Regions from separate parts of the Mus musculus genome. Here all the other regions are linked to region 1. The links are chromatin contacts, called in public HiChIP or PLAC-seq and promoter capture Hi-C maps. All regions are on one chromosome and are shown on one strand. The core of a region is the stretch at or near the end of the contact, and the rest is flanking DNA. Distances in the headings are between cores, read along the strand shown. Region 1 holds the start of Cyren (cell cycle regulator of NHEJ). Region 2 holds the start of Akr1b7 (aldo-keto reductase family 1, member B7). Region 3 holds the start of Akr1b10 (aldo-keto reductase family 1, member B10 (aldose reductase)).

The links. HiChIP or PLAC-seq counts read pairs in DNA pulled down with a chosen protein or histone mark. Capture Hi-C pulls out chosen DNA fragments and counts their contacts.
Region 2: an HNF4G HiChIP or PLAC-seq map of pancreatic cancer cells shows a contact between it and region 1. The contact joins the promoter of Akr1b7 here to the promoter of Cyren in region 1. A contact is called at or near these places in 7 of 39 promoter capture datasets (the 3T3-L1 cell line, cranial neural crest, embryonic stem cells and 3 more), 4 of 115 datasets of contacts at active chromatin or transcription factors (bone marrow-derived macrophages, embryonic stem cells, pancreatic cancer cells and 1 more) and 1 of 9 other capture datasets (adipose tissue).
Region 3: a contact with region 1 is called in a promoter capture Hi-C map of liver. The contact joins the promoter of Akr1b10 here to the promoter of Cyren in region 1. A contact is called at or near these places in 10 of 39 promoter capture datasets (the C10 cell line, the HPC-7 cell line, embryonic stem cells and 4 more), 12 of 115 datasets of contacts at active chromatin or transcription factors (the 230-238 cell line, bone marrow-derived dendritic cells, bone marrow-derived macrophages and 8 more) and 3 of 9 other capture datasets (embryonic stem cells, liver and pancreatic islet).

What each region holds. Positions count from the first base shown.
Region 1 is chr6:34,875,591-34,879,455 of GRCm38.p6, forward strand. It overlaps Cyren (cell cycle regulator of NHEJ), which reads right to left and starts at 2,475. Exons shown (of 4, transcript NM_001135611.1): 1 at 2,310-2,475; 2 at 949-1,181; 3 at 1-22. The coding sequence starts at 1,094.
Region 2 is chr6:34,409,462-34,413,893 of GRCm38.p6, forward strand. It overlaps Akr1b7 (aldo-keto reductase family 1, member B7), which reads left to right and starts at 2,901. Exons shown (of 10, transcript NM_009731.2): 1 at 2,901-3,014. The coding sequence starts at 2,949.
Region 3 is chr6:34,381,318-34,385,735 of GRCm38.p6, forward strand. Akr1b10 (aldo-keto reductase family 1, member B10 (aldose reductase)) reads left to right here and starts at 2,930. Exons shown (of 10, transcript NM_172398.3): 1 at 2,930-3,090. The coding sequence starts at 3,025.

The DNA.
Region 1 (3,865 bases), core at 1,225-3,724:
CACGGTCTCCGTGGCTGGGGCTCTGAAACAGAGACGCAGAGCCACAGCTGAGGGCAGAGGGACTCACAAGGAGGAAGGAAATGGAAGCACCCCCGGGGGGGGGGGGGAGTTACTGATTCTCTGAGCTGTAGAGTTTCCTCAGCCTAGTGGTCCAGGGGCAGGGCACAGGACTACCCTCCCTTCGTGGACTCCCTCACACAGAACTGGGAGTGGGGATAGTGGCTGGCTTCCCACTGTTACTCCTTGAAACACACAGTGGACGGCTGAGTGTGGTGGCACACAGTAATCCCAGCACTGGGGAGGCAGAGGCAGGTGGAACTCTGTGAGTTCCAGGCCAGTCTGACCTAAATAGTAAGTTCCAGGCTAGCCTAGGCTACAGAGAGAGACACTGTCTCAAAAGCAAACAGAGGACATAGCCAGTACAGGCCATCAGGCCAGAGCCCAGTTTGTACATGAATGTGACTGGGGCTGTGACAACTACGTAAGGAACAGGAAAGAGCCAGCAAGTGTGGCCCTGAAAGCCTCCTGCCCCTGTTTCTGAGAGAATGGCTGCTCCCTCCCTCCTACTTGATAAGCTCTCCCCGCCCTGACTACCAGCATTCACCCGTCACTTCTGCAATGTCAGATTTCTTGACTGACTGACTGAAAAGCCCTGTGTACAGGAAAGACAGGCACCACTCAGGTGACTAGACTTCAGATCCATTGATCTTGCTTTTGTCACCAATGAAGAAGAGATAAGCACTTTGAACAACTGGTTCCTGGGGTGTAGGCATGGTTTGTAGGCAGAGCTCACTGCCTGCATCAACAGCTAGACGGCAGGACAGAGCTCACCAGCACACACTCACGTGGTGGTGCTTCTCTGTGAGGGGCAAGCTGAGAGCGATGGGCTCTGCTGGAAGGACGGATTTCATTGCCCCGCCCACTCTGACAGACAGGCCAGCTAGCTACCTTGTTGCTGCCCCCACTCTCTGGGCCCAGGCGGCTGTCTGCTTCCTTGTGGCTGTCTTCACTGATACAACCTTTCTCTCATCCACAGGGGCTGTCATCCAAGAGGGGAGGACCCTCGTTTTGGTCTTGGATTTTAGGGTTTCCATGGCTTGCTTCTCTAGAACAGGACCAAAACTCACACTCTCTTGTCACACCAGGCTCATCTGACCCCAGTGGGTGCCGATCTTCAATGCCTACAAGGAGGAACCAAGTCAGTAGATTCTAGTAAGTCAACGCTCTTCCAACTTACCAGCAGTAATTACTAGTCAGTGTAGGGCAGACCTGAGGTGACCCAGAGGTGAGCAGAGCCCAGAAGGCCAAGCCATGTACACTGTGTCACATGGAGGACTAGCAGCAGATAGGACATGGGGCCTGCAGACAGATATCTGTAGCCCCTCCCCTGCTCTGTGCCCCACACAGGCAGTTGCAGCAACAAGAAATGCTTTCCTGTCATTTCTACAGCCCAAAGGAAGGAAGAAAGGGGATTCTGGCCCAATCGTCCATCTCCATCTATGTCACAAACTTCTCACCTCTACTGTGATTTGGTTACTGTTAGCATGCTAACGTTCCTTCTAGGCTCCACTCAACTACCTAGCAACAGCCAGGTACAAACCTGGCTTGCTATAAAAGGACTATCTGGCCTCTCTCATGCTCTCTGAACCCCCCTCCCCACTTCTCTCTCCACATGTTCCCTCTTCTTTGTTCCCTTTCTCTCTTTCTGTCCCTCTCTCTCTTTCTGTCCCTCTCTGTCCCCTCTTTCTCTGCCTCTACTCCCTTCTCAACCCCCCTTCTCATGTCCCCAAATAAACTTCTTTTTATACTAGACCCATCATATGGCTGATACCTGGGAGTAGGAGGGGGTTCAGCTTGGGCCCGCTTAAGGCACCCCCTCCCTCCCTCCCATACCACATTTTACAAAACATATCAATTACTAAATCCCCCAGGCTTTCTAATTCACACATTTCAATGGGCAGTGCTCCCCCTGCCCCCAACATACACCAGTAGACAATTTTGGCTCATCCAGAATGACTGTTTATAACTTCATTTAAACCAAACAACTTGTCCAGCCACAGAACAGAAGTCGATTAAGAGGAATACCATCCAGTGAGTGACAGTGTACAGAAATGAGTCAGACCCGGCAGTACATGTGTATCATGTCCATTTTATAGACGAGAAACAGACGTGGTTAAGAATTAGCGTGCACAAAGTCGTAGAAAGCTGGATATCGACCATCGAGCCAGCAGCCAGGTCCTGCCCGCCGCAAGGTTTCTGGAGCTCAGCGCTGATCGGGTCGGGCCCGTTGGGTCCCTGGAAAATCTCACCCAGAAGGCACACGCGGGACGTCGCTGCACTAGCGCGGAGCTGGCCGCGCCACTCCCTCCCTACCGCAGAGGGCGCAGAGCCGGGGGCCTGGGGACAGGATGGAACCGTGGGCAAGAGGGGAGGGCAGCGCTGCGGTCCTTCCCGTGGGTTCCGGGGATTCAGAACTGCGAGACGCGCACGCATCCCACCGCCCGCCCCTTCCGGCTCCTGCGCGCTCCCGGCGTGCGCGCTCCGGACCCGGGCGCTGGCTGGCCGCTAGGGCCCCGGGTGCCCCCTGCAGACCGCGGGTCACATCCGCAGGCTCCTGTTTCTGTCAGCTGTTGTGACGGAGGCGCAGCCGTTGGTTCTTAGCGGCCAGAGTCAGTAACTAGGGGAAGCAAAGAAAGGTTCCCTCTGCAGAAGTGGAGGAGGCGCCAAGCTAGCTCCCAGGTGTCCGGAATCTTTCAGCTAAACGCATGCATGATTTTAAGGCAACCTGGGTGGTTGGGGAAAAAGCCAAGGAAGACGACTGAAAAAAACACAGTAGGAGGCCCTCACAGGGGAGGTTCTTCTCTGGAGCGCTGGAGCAAAGGAAACCTCAGATCTGATTCTGTCTGCCCCCAAACGGAGAAATCAAGAGTGACCAAGTTCGATTTACAACAGCAGGTCAACACCGCACTCTGGACTGGGGCACCCACAGCTCCCCTATTGAGCACGGTTTCTCCATAGCCTTTCCCTAATGCTAATCCTCAATCCTAAACTGATAGCTCGGACCAGGAAATTAAAGGCCCCAACTCTTAATGGGATAAACCAATGGCTTCCAATCCCACAGATGACCCCTAGAGTCATTTTAGCTGCTCTTGAACCAGGCCAGGCTGCCACCTTTCTGGGAGGGCAGCCCCTAGCTGTCAAGAAAGTAGCATTCATTGACTGTAAATAGGGCGGGCCCTCTACCTCATCTGATGTGAGCCAAGCAAGCCTAATGCTGGGTGAGAGGGCATCCTTCCATTCTTGGATTCCTTTGATTCTTAATAACTCTCCCGACCCTGCACATCTCTTAAAACTTCTCCATGGCCACCCAGCAAATAAGGCTAAAGACCTGTGTGGCTGCATACAGAGCCTGTTGTCAGCAAAGACCCCAGCAGCAGGAGGGAAAGACCAAGCTAGGAGACTTGCCTGTGCTGGAGTCCACATGGGTTTTATTATTTTTAAATTGGCAGATAAATTTATTGGCTATAGTAACAAGTGTCCGTCAGCTTCATTTAGTCAGCAGGCACTGTAATCGTGACTGTACTTCCAGACCCCACACCGAGCTCCTGGGCATGGGTTTGGGGCTCAGCAGAGACAGGGCCCCAGGGCACAGGGAGGGAAATGCAGACTTGCACCTGCCAGGCGAGGTTCTCAGCCCCCAGAAGAGTGACTCAAGGTTTGCAGTGTGACCTGCCTTCTTGGTTGTGCCCCACAACACCTTCACTCAAGGACAGCAAAGGACAGAGCCCTACTAAGGCCCTCAGGGGTTCCAAAGAGGCGCTTTGAAGGATGCATTCTTCCTGGGAGGGGTTGGGGAGGAACAAGC
Region 2 (4,432 bases), core at 1,651-4,150, 470 kb before region 1:
TCTCCTAGGAACAGCAATTAAAACTTAAAACATAACTTTGACTCTTACAATTTCTGTAGGAAGAATGGCCATTTCCCCGAATTTTTTTTAGCCATATAGCAACATATACTCTAGCTACCTGGTGTTATGATACCTCAAAACATAGCCAGGATTAGTTTAAGACCCTTGGATTCTCTGAAAGCTTTTTCTTTCATGGACTCTGCTATAGTCTGGATCTAGAATGTTCCTTGAAGACCCAGATGTTAAAGACTTTGTCTTAAATTTTGCTCTGTTGGAGGGTGGTGGAAACCTCAAGAGATGGAGTATAGAATGTACAAAGCTCTAAGTCTGCTCTTCAGCATCCCCTAAACCAGTCATGGGGTGCATGCTTATAATCTTAGCACGTGAGATGTGAAGATAAGACCATCAAAAGTTCAAGGTCACCCTGAGCAACATGGTAAGTTCTAGGCCAGACTGATGTACATGAGACCCTGTCTCAAGTAAATAAAAAGGTATAGGAGAGATGGCTCAGTTGTCAAGAGCAATGCTGTTCCTGCACAGGACCTGAATTTGGTTGACACCCATATTAGTGTTCACAAGAGCCTATCACTTCAGTTCTAGGGGAACTGTCACACTCTTGAAGGTTCCATAGGCACCTGCACTCATGAACATATGCACACACTCATAATTTAAAAACAAATCTTAAGAGATCAAACAAGAAACCCACAAATCAAAACAACAGCAGTTACATGGGTCATATTGTCAGTAGGTAAATGGGTGATAGAAAAGCAGAGAGCTCTCCCCCACAGGACTCAGACGTTCCTACATCTTCAGGTGATGATTGGAGCCTAGCGATGTGTCCAGTCTAGAGATACATTCCAAAAGTCTTATCGGAAGTTCATGAAGACGTCAGAGTAGATAAGAAGACTGTAAACGGGGCTCTGTGTTGTCTAGCATTTCCTCTACCTACAATCTCGATGTTCTAGTCAGCCATGGCAAAGTAGTCTGCAGGATCTTTAGTACTGATAAAGCTTCAACCTAGTTCACTTCCTGACCCTGTCTCCTTCTGTATTTCATTTTACTCCCATTTATTTCTGGATTGAAATATATGCATTTAGGATCTTCTCTTTCCATGTGTCAGTGGGATTTCAGAGAGGGGAACATGTAGAGACGTCACAGTGTGAGATGGAGCTTGGCTATGATTTCTACCTGATCTTTAGCTTTCTTGCCTAGTTATCTGGTCTTTGATGGGGTGAGCCCTGTGTGTAGGCTTCAGAGATGTCCATATGACTATCCAGTCTCTAGCCACAGAGCCTACTCCCTGAGTCCAATTTACCTGACTGTGACAAGTGTATGCCAGTACATGACATTGTTTTACAATTCTAACTACGTGGTGGCTAGCTGGTGCTCTTCTTTCAGCTAGATTCTACAGCACATGTAGACTATCCCATGTGCGAAGACTCAAGAAATACAGAGGGAACCCTCTGCACATACTGGGGCAGTAATTGTCAGTGTCCTGGGATATGGAACTTCTATGAAATACCTACAATGGTACACTTAGGGATATTACTCATTCCTATTATAAACCAATCGAAAACAAACTAAATATTTAAGAATAGTGGAAATGACCAAATAAATGTTGACAAAATAAAATCTTTTGCAACCATTAAAATGTATGTGGTAAAAGTAATTTTAAAATGGTGTTTTAGGGCTGGAAAGAAGGCTTAGCGGTTAAAAGAACATGCTGCTCTAACCGAGGACCCATGTTCAATTCCCACACCCAGTGGCTCACAACCACCTATAGCCTCCAGGGGATCTGATGTCCTGGGATGGCCTCCACAGGGCTGCACACGCGTGCATGGGCACATGCAAAAGTAAGAAACAAAACCAAAACATGAAGTCAAAGTGACTTGTTGTAGATGTTTAGAAAGTTTGTTTTATGAAGTTAGCTTCCAAAAATATATGTATAGTATGTAAGAACTAAGACATATATACTCAGAGACATTATTAATAAAACACATATGCAAAGACAGAAGAAAACAGCACTGCGAATGGCAGTTTAGGTGATGGGGATATTCTGCTTCAGGTTCTCACCCTTATAAACCATCCTTGCGTTTCACAGTTGAGTACATGACATTTCATAGTCACAAAAGATTGTTTTCAAATCAGGCACAGTTTTTTTTTTTTTTTAATGTCGTTATAAAACACAATTGGTCAAATCCCTAAATCTGAAAGAAAAGAAAAGGAAGAAGAAGAAGAAAAGTAGGCAACGAGGAAGAAAGGAAAAACAAAGGAAGGAGAAAGAGAATTTCATTAGGAAAGAACCTGTCCCAGTGGCTAGCAGGTCATTTTCATCCTCAGGGAATCTTCTTGCCTTGCAATCTGACAGAAAACGCACAGATACAGGCATTTCTAGAAAGGTGTCCATGACCTACATTTAAAAAAAAAAAAAATCTTTCCACAAGGTCACCTGCCAGTTTCCTCTGTAACAGACATCCCTTAGTTTTGTGGCCAAGGACAGTTATTTCAAAGTAGTTACTGTAAAAGATGTCTCATTTTTCCTCGACATTTTTATTTGCCTCAAACTGCATGAGCACCCACGCAGTTCACTAGCGTTATATCCACTCCCAGGGCAATGACCCTTCCCAAATAAACTTACCAGTTCATCTTGGATGACCTTTCAACCATGTCACTTAGGTTCACAAACCTCTGATCCGCATACCCAATAAAGCATGCATTCTGCCCAGATAGCCTTTGCACTGTGCTGACTTTAATCTTTGTTTACGATGATCAGTGTGGCACAAGATTGACATGAAGTTCCTGTTCTCATGCCCCAACCCTTGGCTGTGGCTGCTTGCCAATGTGGTAAGAGCCCGCCTCCTTTATCCAGGACATAAAAATGTCACCAGCCTCCTTGTAGAGAAAGCAGGCATTTCATCTGCTCACTCAGAGAACTCTCTGCAGCAACCATGGCCACCTTCGTGGAACTCAGTACCAAAGCCAAGATGCCCCTTGTGGGCCTGGGCACCTGGAAGGTGAGTGTGCAGTCTTGGGACACCTGCTGCCTTTGAGGGGAGGTCTGGACATTTTCTTTTCTGTGCAGAGCATCTATCTGCCTTGGGTTTGATAAGGCCAGCATTATCACCTGTTGTCAGCTGCTTTGGGTTGCAGATGAGCCTTTCCCAGAAATGACAATAGCTTCCTTGGCGAATATCAGGTTTAAATTTGTACAATTTTTCAGGGAGAAAACTGTTTTCAGGGAAGTTTTCTCTTAGAAAGCCTTTCCTTGGGACTCTGAGGGTCTCTGTTGGTTTGTTACTGGCTGAGTGACTGAGAGAGAGTATAGAGTTCTTAATGACCCCACTCTTATGATGCAAGACTATGCCAACATCTGAGTGGCCTGGGAGCTTGTGGGAAAGGCAGAGGACAACTGGACTGGCCCAGGCAGTTTACAAAATCTCCATGTGATTCCCCCACACCTTAAGACCCATGCAGCATGAGAGCCACAGAATTGGAGTCAGCTCAAAGTCTGCCCTGGCTGTGTTAATCTCTACTGGCAAGTTGCTCTGTGGCCCATCCCAGTACCCAGTGAAACAGATTTCTCACGAAATCTTGGGACAAGTCTGACATTGGTCCATCTTCTTCTAACTCTGCCTTCTTTGCTGTTTCTATTACTGACAACATGAGAGTAGCCAGCTTGTTAACCAGGAGCTGTTTTTAGTTTTGATTTTGATTTCTTGAGACAGGGTTTCTCTCTCTCTAACCTAAAATGACCTTGATCAAATTTGGAGTAATCCTCCTGCCTCAGCTTCTTGAATACTGGGATTATAGGTGTGAGCCTTCATCCTTGGCTCAGGAGTAGTTTGGGAACCCATCTGTCTTAGTTAGGGTTTTACTGCTGTGAATAGACACCACGACCAAGGCAAGTCTTATAAAAAACAACATTTAATTGGGGCTGGCTTACAGGTTCAGAGGTTTAGTCCATTATCATCAAGGTGGGAGCATGGCAGTATCCAGGCAGGCATGGCACAGGCAGAGCTGAGAGTTCTATGTTTTCATCCAAAGGCTGCTAGTGGAAGACTGACTTCCTGGCAACTGGGGTGAGAGTCTTAAGTCCACACCCACAGTGACACACCTACTCCAACCAGGCCACACCTCCAGACGGTGCCACTCCCTGCTCCAAGAATATACAAACCATCACACCATCTGTCCTGTGTCCAAGACTCATTTCCAGTCTTCCTCTGTTTCTCTTTTCTTTACACAGAGGGTAGGTTCTCTCTTTGTTTCTACATTAGATTGGGGTCTTACTAGAATGGTGAGACTTGCAACCAGAGTAGAAATTTCACATTCCCTCAAGGTGACAAATAATTACAAATCTCCAGGATACTCACCCTGGACAAATTTAGAAGAAATGCACTTTCAGAGTTCCAAAAGCATTTGTAAATATTTGTAA
Region 3 (4,418 bases), core at 1,680-4,179, 490 kb before region 1:
ACTTTCCACAAGGTCATTAATACTCTAAGGATGATACGTATAAATTAGACAAAGGTAAATCTCTGAAGTGCCATCCATGAGGGTGCCTTTCAGGCCACTTGGTCTGGCCAACCAGTTCTGGCCTGGATGACTCTTGTGTGAGTCTCCTGTCTTAAAATACACAGCTCTTCTCTTCATCTCTCTCCAGAGCCTTTGTGTTGAGGCCTGCCCTCAAGCCCAGCATAGCTGCAGCCATTTTGTTCCATGCCTGTCAGCTATTTCATATTGTTGCTGTAATTTGCCTGCCAGTCTTTGGTACAGAAAAATAACTTGACTCAGAGCAAGGTCATGCTGATCACATATCCTGTTATGTTCTATATGTTCTGAGCTTTGTTAGTCTTAAGAAATTCCACAAAGCTTTACATAGGACCCATCAAATTAAAGGTCAATATGAAGTGTTATGTCTAAAATGGCTTGAATCAGAGCCAACCGCTAGGCAACACTTCCTGCACCTGTGTATGAGCTCATTGTGGTTTTAGCCTTTATAACCTGACAGAGAAAGATGTTCAGAGTTGTAACTCAGCCTCCAAACTCTGAACTACAGCCCCAATTGATCATTCTTAGGATATGTGTCCAATAAACCATCCCTGTCTGACTGAGATCGGTGTTCATGTGGTTTATGAGGCGAATCTTGGACTCCAACACTTTGTAATATATATATATGCAATGTATTCTGTAGACTCTCTCTCTCACACACACATACATCAGAAGTTCTACACATACCTTCTCAATCCTCTGTTCCTGGAACTTACTCCTGCACCCCAATCTGGCTCCCACACAAACTTCTGGAAGACAGGGACTGCATTCTAGCATTGAGTGCAGCAAGTGGCACGTGACAGACACGGAAAACAAGAGATAGGGCTTTGCTTATGATCTGAGCCCCTACTCACTAGATGCTCTGGGAAAGCTGAGAGGTGAGAAGCCAGAGAAAAGGCCAGAGAGGCAGAGAAGCATAAAGTAGCCCCTGTCATTGGGACCTACTTGTCATCCAGTATTATGTTGAAGTAACTTGCTTTCTGAAGCCAAACCTGACTTAATAGAATGTCCTAATGAAGTCTGGAAGGAATCCAGGGGCAGGGTTGAGAGGGAGTGGAGAGGAGCAAGTGGCAGCATGGTCAAGTCATTAAATCTGAAAGAAAAGCAAAGAAGAATGAAGAAACTTTTTTATTATTGAAAGAAAAGAGGCTGGAAAGATGGCTCAGTGGGTAAGAGCACTGACTGCTCTCCCAAAGGTCCTGAGTTCAAATCCCAGCAACCACCTGTAATGAGATCTGACACCCTCTTCTGGTATTTCTGAAGACAGCTACAGTGTACTTATGTATAATAATAAATAAATCTTTGGGCCAGAGCGAGCAGGGCTGACCAGAGAGAGCAGAATTGACCAGAGCAAGTAGAGGTCCCAAAAATTAAATTCCAAACAACTACATGAAGGCTCACAACCATCTGTACAGGTACAGTGTACTCACATACATAAAATAAATAAATAAATCTTTGAAAACAAAAAGAAAGAAAAGAAGGGAGGGGAGGAGGGAAGCAGGTGAGGGGGGAGGAGGAGGAGGAGGAGGAGGGGAGGGGGAAGTAGGAATGAGGGAAGAACAGGAGGGTGGGGAGCAAGGGGGAGGGGTGAGGAGGGAGGAGGAGAAGGAGAATTTTAGTAGTAAAAGATCATGTCGAAATGACTAATAGGTAATCTCTACTTCTAGACCAATTTACTCCCATGATCTTACAGCAATTGTGTGAACACAGATGAAATTACACACTCACACAGCCACGCCTGACACAGAGGCTACTATAACCGCACATAATGTTACTCTGTGTTTACTTTTGTGTTAAGGAAGTTGAGATTATGATTCTTTCTTCTTTGGTCCAGCCTCACATTACTGCTTTTCAAATTCATACATTAAAAAGAGTGACTGGCCCAACTTGGGATCCATCTCATGGGAGGGCGCTAAGGTCTGATACTATTGCTGATGCTGTGTTGTCCTTACAGACAGGAGCCTGTATGACTGTCCTCTGAGAGGCCCTACCAGCAGCTGACAGAGACAGAGGCGGATACACCCAACCGTTGGACTGAGGTCTGGGACCCCTATGGTTGAGTTAGGGGAAGGACTGAAGAAGCTGAAGGGAAGAGTGACCCCATAGGAAGACCAGCAGTCTCAGTTTATCCGGATTCCAGGGAGCTCCCAGAGACTGAGCCACCAACTAGGAGCATACACGGGTTGGTCGGAGGCCCCTGGCAAAAATACAGCAGAGGTCTGCTTGGTCTGGCCTCAGTTGGAGAAGATGTGCCTAATCCTTGAGAGGCTTGAAGCCCCAGGGGAGGGGGAGGTCTGCGGGGGCACCCTCTCGGAGGCAAGGGGGAGGAGGAATGGGATGAAAAATTTTGGGAGGGGGGACAAAAGGGGGGACGGGAATGTAAATAAATAATAAAAATTGAAAAAAAATTCTGCAAGGACATCCGTCAATTGATTTCCCACCGATATCTCTTGTTATCAATATTGTAGCTAGTGAAATAGTGGTTTCAGAAATAATTGATGTGGCTAGTCTGACAGTAGTGGGTTATCAGTACTAATCGATATCAGAATGATTGCTATATGCCTCCTTGTTTGCCTTGAATTTTTTTTCCCTAGCTGAAAACTTGTTGGACCCCTAGAGTATGTGCACTCTCGAAGCAATGACCTTCCTTAAATAAACTTATGCATTCATCTTTCACTGCCTGTTATTTTTGTCCACACACCTGTGCGGGCACTGCTGCGGGAGCCTTGCACTCTGCAGCAGGGAAACTTAGTATTCTGCAGTGTTTACTGCTGGTCAACCCTACGAAAAACCGAAATGCACTTCCTGTGCCAGTGCCCGCCCCCAGGCTGTGGCTGCTAGCCAGTAGGAAGAAGAGCCTGTCTCCTCAAGGACACGGAACCAGTTGCCAGACTCCTAATTTAGGCAAAGGCTCCCGTCTGTTCCCTTTGAACCGTTTCTGCAGCAACCATGGCCGCCTTCGTGACGCTCCTTACCGGAGCCAAGATGCCCATTGTGGGCCTGGGCACCTGGAAGGTGAGTGCGCAGTTTTTGGGCAGCTGCTTTTTTCAAGTGGGGACAGGTCTTGGCACGTCTTCCTCTTTGCATAGCATTTGCCTGCCGGGTGGGGGTTGGGGTCGGGTAAGGCTGGAACTCTACAGCCTTGACCCAAGTTGCTTTCAGTTTTTGTGCTGCTTCAGGCCTCAGAGCTGGCGTCTAACTTCCCTAACAAGTGTCGGGATCCCAGCTGTTCCTGGATTTTTACAAAGTACAGCAAACCATCATCTCCAGGCAGTTATTCTCGTCGCAAGCTTTTCCTCAGAATTACTTCACAGTTTACAAGTTTTGGCTGTGTATTTATTTCTGGTTGAATTATTTAGAACGAGAACGCTGAGCTCCAAATGACCCAGCTGCCCTTGCTACCCATGCTGAAGGACCCCATTACCTACTTCAGAGTAGTCTGGGAGCCTGTGAAAGCCCAGTCTCAGACCCCAGCCCAGGCACGTTCACTTTCCAAAGACCCCACTAGTTCCCACATGTTAAAGCCCGAGCAGGATCAGGGTGGCAGAGAGACTGAGCGAGAGTCAGCTCAGGTCCCACCCTGGCTGTGTTCAACTCACCTGGCAAGTTTCTCCGAGGCTCATCTCAATGCTTAGTGAAACGGTTTTGGACCAAGCCAGAAATTACACATCCATCAAAACAATAACTAATCACTTGCAGATCTCCAGGGAATCAACTCACATGGAAAACTTCACAGAGATGAACTTTCAGAATTTCAACAGCAGACGCAGACTGTAAAGGAGTTGGGCTCAGGATGAGTAGCCCGTGCTGCCAGCAGTGCGCGTGCAGGGGGGCGGGGCTTTCAGCCTGGACCTCAGTGCCTCTGAGTGGCTGGAAGCAATTCCTTGTCCCAGTGATGGCGCAGCTGTTGCTGTTTTATGATCTTTTAAAAATTAGATTTATTTTTTATTTAAATTTCAAATGTTATCCCCTTTCCTGGTCCCCCCTCCAGAATCCCCCTATCCCATCCCCCCTCCCCCTGCTTCTTCCCTCACCTACCCACCTACTCCCACCTCCCCACCCTCGAATTCCCCTACACTGGGGCATCAAGCTTTCACAGGACCAAGGGCTTCTCTTTCCATTGATGCCCGACAAGGCCATCCTCTGCTACATATGCGGCTGGAGCCATGAGTCTCTCCATGTGTACTCTTTGGTTGGTGGTTTAGTCCCTGGGAGGTCTAGGGTGTCTGGTTGGTTGATATTGTTGTTCTTCCTATGGGGTTGCAAACTCCTTCAGCTCCTTCACTCCTTTCTCGAACTCCTCCACTGGGGACCCTGTGCTCAGTCCAATGGTTGGCTGCAAG